2 separate regions of the Mus musculus genome follow, and region 2 is linked to region 1. A link is a contact called in public HiChIP or PLAC-seq data. All regions are on one chromosome and are shown on one strand. Each heading gives the region's core, a stretch centred on a gene start, on an enhancer-like site or on the middle of the called end of the contact. The rest is flanking DNA. Distances are from core to core; before and after follow the strand shown.

Region 1 (3,022 bases), core at 86-2,585:
GTCTGCCTGTCTGTCTATGCATCCACTCAGATGCAGCTTTTAATCTGTCATCCTAGCTGCAAGTTTAAAAATATACTTTTTTTACATTTACTTACTTACTTAATTTTGTGTGTGCGAATGTTTTGCCTGACATATGCATTATATGCGTGCCTGTTACAAAGGAAGCCAGAAAAAAGTGCTGTCTCCTCTGGAACTGGATTGTAGATGGTTATGAACTATCATGTGAGTGCAGGGACTCAAACCAGGATCCTCTGGTGCTCTAAGCCGTTTCTCCAGCCCCTGAGTCTTTTCTAATGATTCTACCAGGAGAGAGATAGACAAATGGTTTAGGCATGACAAAGCAGAAATGCTTATTCCCAGTGAGAAGGTAGCTCTTGTCTTGGTTCTTCATGCTTGTATTTCTCAAATTTTGTATAATTCATGTGTATTTTGAGGTGAAGAAGTTTGGAACATTTTTTAAATATCAATCACAGTCTTGCAGCAACATCAGAAATACGAAGTTAAGAGTTTTAACTCATTATAGCCTGACTTTGTGCACTTACAAGACTGGTTTTTTAACCTGTTCAATGCAAATAAATACATATAATATAAGACAAGCAATATATAACAGCTCCTACTCTATAAAGGGGATTGCAGAAAATTTATTGTGAGTCACATATGAGTGGTCAAGGCCAGGAATGGCAATCCTGGGTGCCCTCTGTGACTTGTGCTGCTATAGAAAAGTCCGCATGTACCTTTCTAGTCGTAGGTCAAAAGTAGGTCATAGTGGCACTCCCCAGTGACCCCAGGCCTGGGGAAGTGTAGACAGGAGAATCGGGAGTACCAGGCCAGAGTTAGCTACGGAGTGAAGCCAATGTAGACTATGTGAGACCCTGTCTCAAAAACAAAAGAAAGAAATATGTGTGATGAGTCGTTTCATGGACCAGCTATGTTGGTAGAAACCTCAGATCGGCAAATTATGTTAATGTGGGAAGTCTCCGATACCATTTTCAAATGCTGTCTTACAATACGCTTAGCTCTGGGCTTGGTGAAAGTCAGTAGTCTGCTAAGAATACATTCCAAAGATTCTATCAATGTTACAGAGTTCAAATCTACGGAGGAAAGGCCACAGACTCAATTCAAGTTATAATTAAATGAATTTATTAATTACTGCCAGCGGGACCACAATCATAGTGAAGGTGCTCTGTGCACAGAGGAAAGAGCACAGTTACCTCGGTTCCTCCCCCAGACTCCCAATGCCCAGCTGAGTGAGAAACTGTGTTACTCTGTTCAGCTCAGCGTGAGGAGCTGTCCCTCCCATTCCCTGTTGCATACCAACAAGCAGGTTTTACAAAAGCTGGAGCAACCGGTAATGGTAATTCTCTCAGGAAGGTATTTACAATCCTGGGGAGGGGGCCGGGAGTCAAAGCTGCCAGGAACTCATCTTTTAGGAATTTAGAATGGGTGTGTAAAACAAAAAGGAGTTTTCTTTTAGCCATCACAACTAAATATTCATAAGTTGGGTCAGATACCGAGACCGACAACAGCCCAAGATCACTGCGGCTCTGAGTCTTCCATATTCTGTCTCTTTATAACCAAAAGGCTCTGATTAGCCTGTCAGCCTGCATAAACTCTACTATCACTGTGGCTTTGCGGGAGACCTTAAGTCCATATGTCTATAGCCAGTCACATATATTATGAAACTGTATAGGTAGCTTAATTTTTACACTATAATATATAACAGAGACACATGTGTACAGCCACCCACTTTGGGAAACAGGTTCATGCTCTCTCCTAGAACCCCAGTTCAAAACAACTAAGGGTGAATTTACTTTGTTCACAGTCTAAAGGGATGAAGTTTGCCGTCAGCTTCCTTTGTCCTTTCCCCATCTCTGCCCAGTCCAGGCCCTGGGCTCATGGGATGATATCATTCACATTCATCTTGGGCCTGCCTTCCTCAGCTAAACCTCCGTGGAAACACCCTTGTGTACATACTCAGGTGTATCTCCTAGGTGATTCTGAAGCCAGTCAAGTTGGCAGTGATGAACTGAACGGCTACTCAAATCACGGGGCCTTAGGACCACACCTGCCTCAGACTGACTGAAGACATGTTAAAGTTAAAATGCATGTCGGGTACCAGGTCTTGAAACAGTCCTCATCAGCCATGGCTTCATCACCGGCCTCCCATCTATAGGATGTGCCGGAGCTAAAGGAAGCTTGCAGGGACCTAGGATTCAGCAATCATGCTGACTCTGCTCTATTCTAACAAATCTCACAAGTCCCTTTTCCCTTCAGGATGTTAGCAGATGTTAACAGAAATGGGTTGACACCAGTGACCAGCCCTTGGCCATCTCACCTTGGTCCCAGCCACTACCATCATGGAAGCATCTCTTGTGCTCCCGTGTCTCATGGGTGTCCTATTCCAAATGACTGTCACTTACTCAGCTAAAACTGAGTCCCCTCCCGGTACCCAGGAACCAAGCCAAGGGCTGGAATTATAAGGATGACTCAAACATGACCTTGGTCCGCAAGGGCTCACTTTCTGCTGCAAAAACAGAAACATAAATATCAAGGTCCTTACAAACGCCGCAAAAGGCTGCAACTTAGAAATGAATACTGTTTCCTTCTTAGAGCTTCATTCTTAAAGACTGGGAGCTTTAACAACTAAAGGAGGATTGATCTTTGAAGTTTGACTCCTCTCATTTTCGGCCTCAATGGGAACCCAACCTCATTGTGAAAATGGGATGGGGGTTGCTAGTCACAGGGGAAGGGTGGGGGGGGGGCATGCTAAGCCTCAGCTTCTGATCATAGGCAACCAAGTACTTCTTATGTCACCTCTGCTGGCAGGGGACAGGCCCCAGCAGGGCGTGCCTCTCAAGCCCAGTGTCTCACTGCTGGAAACTTGCCAATGAGTATCTGTGCATGGGGCTGGCAGCCTTCAGGTCTGTAAGATTGTTGCATTTAGTTAGCACCAATGCTACCGAGTAGCCCTGGAAATATTTCTCTTTAACCATTATTCAGGTTAATAAAATGACTCACGTGT
Region 2 (2,723 bases), core at 27-2,526, 150 kb after region 1:
AGTAATGATTTCATGAAAAAAAATTAAAATAGAATGTGTGTGTGTGTGCGCGTGTGTGGGGTGGTGATGTGCCTGCATGTATGAATGTGCGTTATGTGCATGCCGGGTACCTGCAGATTCTAGAGGAGAGTATCTGATCCCCAAGAACTTGAGCTATACATGGTTGTGAGCTGCCATGTGGGTGCCGGGAACTGAGTCTGGGACCTCAGCCAGTGTTCTTAACCACTGAGCCATCTCTCCGGCCGTCTTGTGAAACTTTAATAATAAACAAAGAAAACCGCATAGGACAAGATACTTTAAAATGCAACCATGGTAACATCAGGAGGGCAGGAAACAGTGCAGGGGAGAGACCCTTACCATAGGCTTCCGATGCTATCTGTGACATTGTTAGTCTTTAAGTCCTGAAGGCCAGGGGTCTGTTTGTACATTCCCCAAAGGATTTTAATTGGCAGTCACACACTGAGGAGGGTAGTAAATGGTTATCTAAGGAGTTAAAGACAGGCCAAGATAAATGGGCTCTGTACCTGCAACATTCCAGCTTTCTGCAATCACTGAAGTTTTGATCAGTCTTGTAGAATGCTTACCTTAAATGTAACTGCCTAGAAATGGACACTGGGCCCAGGTTCTTCTCTGTGGCTTATTTACTCTGTGTTCATTGTGATCATCAGTAAGAGTACCATAGAGAGCCTCAGTGTGGCAGGGAGATGCTCAAGGCTTTGAGGACATTGACAATAATAAACCTTTGGGTTACGAACTTTCATCTTTATGTGGTAGATAAGCCGAGCTCAGTTTGCCCAAGGTCCTTCCTGGCTGTTCCTCTGTCTTACCCTGCCTCCTCTAGTCTCCTCCTCTATACAGCCATGGCTTTTACATGTCCAGGATCTCGGAGGCTCACACTGGGCTCTGGGGGCCCTACCTGGGTTCAGCCTCAGTATGCTGGTGCCTTCATTATCGGGGTTGTGAGCATTGTCTCTTCTCTCTGTGAGTGGTATCGTCATTTACAAAATAGCTCTTCTAGGATGTCACATGCCTCCCTTCCCTCCTTCCTTTTTTTCCTTGTGTCTTATTTTCCCTACCCATAATTCCTTTAGGCTGAATGGCACAAAAGCAAATGAAACAAAACCAAATTCTTGGGCAGAGTTTAAAAGTTTCAACCTTCAATTCAAAGGCAATAGTTTGAGACTTTCTCCACCCCCCAACCCCATGATGTCATTTCCTGTAAACACACTCCTTCCTGGTATCGGGTGCCCGAGGACAGATCCAGGAATTTGAAGAATACATTAGCTGCAGGGAAGCAGGGCCAGGGCCTCACACCAGGTGCAACTGCTCTGTGTAGGGACAGCTGACACTCCCCTGTTCCTGGGAGCAGATGTGGGCAGCATTAGGGCCAACTGAAACATGAGAAAGGAGCTGGCAGCTTTGAGAATCGCTGCCGACTGCTCAGGGACCCAGAACGCCTCCCTAATCTTCCTGGTCTGGGCGCCCCTTCCTCATCCTCTAATTTCATAAGTGCTGACCTTTCTCTGTTGGTTTATTCTAAATTGAAGAGAAAGTGGCCTTCTGATAAAAGTAGGGGCTGCAAAACAAGGCCTGTGCAGTGTTAGGATGGATGAATACACAGTTACAGGCAGCCAACGCGGATGGATGTGTATCCCGATGCTTTGACCCCCTCGGAAGCTTGTGCATGTGGGCAGCGAGGCTCCGGGCTGCCTAGAGGCTCTTGATAAAGATCACCAGGCTGCAGCACCGGTCAGGTGACCCACAGGGGCCTGCAGAGCACAGTGCATTCCTGCCTTGGGGCTGGGCTGGGCTGGGCTGGGCGATTCAGGCCACAGAATCCAGGTCTGTTGGACAGGGAAGGACTTTTAACCTGGGAGGAGGAGGAAGAAGGCGGAGACGGAACCCAGGTTCCTTCCTGGACAGTGGAAGAGTTCTTTCCTTGTATAGTAACCAAAGTCCCGGGCTAGAGGCACAACTCTGGGGGTCCAGACATCTCAGGTTTAGTCTTGTCTGGGAGAAAGCAACCTCAAGTCATGTTGAAATGGTGGGAGAGGCTTGTCTTCATCCTTTTGACCTGTTGCGGTGCTAGCATGAGCTCTGGGAATTGATTAGGAGGATCCAGGGCAGAAGCCTGAGGCCTGCGCAACTGGACAACCTGGATCAGATGCTGCGAGGCCTCTCAGCTGGTTCTGCAAGGAGTGCACCCCGAGAGGTCTTATTGCTTGAAGGAATACTCTCACTCCCCTGAAATGGTTGCTCCTGACTGGGGTCATGGAGTGTGGTCTGTAAAACTCCATGTTCCTGGCATCTAAGGTGGCTCCAGGATTAGACACTGGCTAGAGACTTTCAGGCATTTTGAGAGGAGGGTGCTGCGTAGGATATTGTAAATGTGGACTGTGACATGTCAGTCATATCTATGCCTTCATCCTTGAAGGGATGAGATAGCTAAGGTACCATTGTATAGACAGATAGATACTCCTTCGGTGATGGACAGGCCTACCTCCAGAGTTAGGCAGGTCTGTCCCAACAATTTAAGACAAGGCAGTCAGACACAGAATGAAGGCTCGGGTACCAGGCTTTGATGCTGCCTTTAGTTGCCTGATGAGATGAGATTCTCCAGCAAAGGCAGCTTCTGAGTGCTGGGAGCATCATGAAATCATGGCCTACACTCTCCTCAAGCGAGATTTATTGGAAGGATGATGGGTGACTCACACCAAGCGTCT

What was found. HiChIP or PLAC-seq counts read pairs in DNA pulled down with a chosen protein or histone mark.
Region 2: a contact with region 1 is called in an H3K27ac HiChIP or PLAC-seq map of embryonic stem cells, with 42 read pairs. The contact joins two enhancer-like sites. A contact is called at or near these places in 6 of 15 datasets of contacts at CTCF or cohesin (CD8 T cells, the G1E-ER4 cell line, the NIH/3T3 cell line and 3 more), 83 of 484 Hi-C or Micro-C datasets (the AML12 cell line, the C2C12 cell line, CD4 single positive thymocytes and 52 more), 38 of 115 datasets of contacts at active chromatin or transcription factors (CD4 single positive thymocytes, DN3 thymocytes, the HPC-7 cell line and 27 more) and 2 of 9 other capture datasets (embryonic tail and embryonic trunk).

What each region holds. Positions count from the first base shown.
Region 1 is chr17:12,046,431-12,049,452 of GRCm38.p6, forward strand. All of the region lies in intron 10 of Prkn (parkin RBR E3 ubiquitin protein ligase), which reads left to right. Among named protein-coding and RNA genes, the nearest start is that of Gm46604, 17 kb to the left of the region's middle. Within about 2 kb of position 1,336, at least 61 of the 459 cell types and tissues checked have an H3K27ac peak or open chromatin away from gene starts, as enhancers often do. A contact at or near this core is called in the N1E-115 cell line, embryonic stem cells, extraembryonic ectoderm and 2 more, where this site is marked.
Region 2 is chr17:12,194,060-12,196,782 of GRCm38.p6, forward strand. The region is part of intron 2 of Agpat4 (1-acylglycerol-3-phosphate O-acyltransferase 4 (lysophosphatidic acid acyltransferase, delta)); the gene reads left to right. Among named protein-coding and RNA genes, the nearest start is that of Gm46605, 69 kb to the right of the region's middle. Within about 2 kb of position 1,277, at least 125 of the 459 cell types and tissues checked have an H3K27ac peak or open chromatin away from gene starts, as enhancers often do. A contact at or near this core is called in the N1E-115 cell line, embryonic stem cells, extraembryonic ectoderm and 2 more, where this site is marked.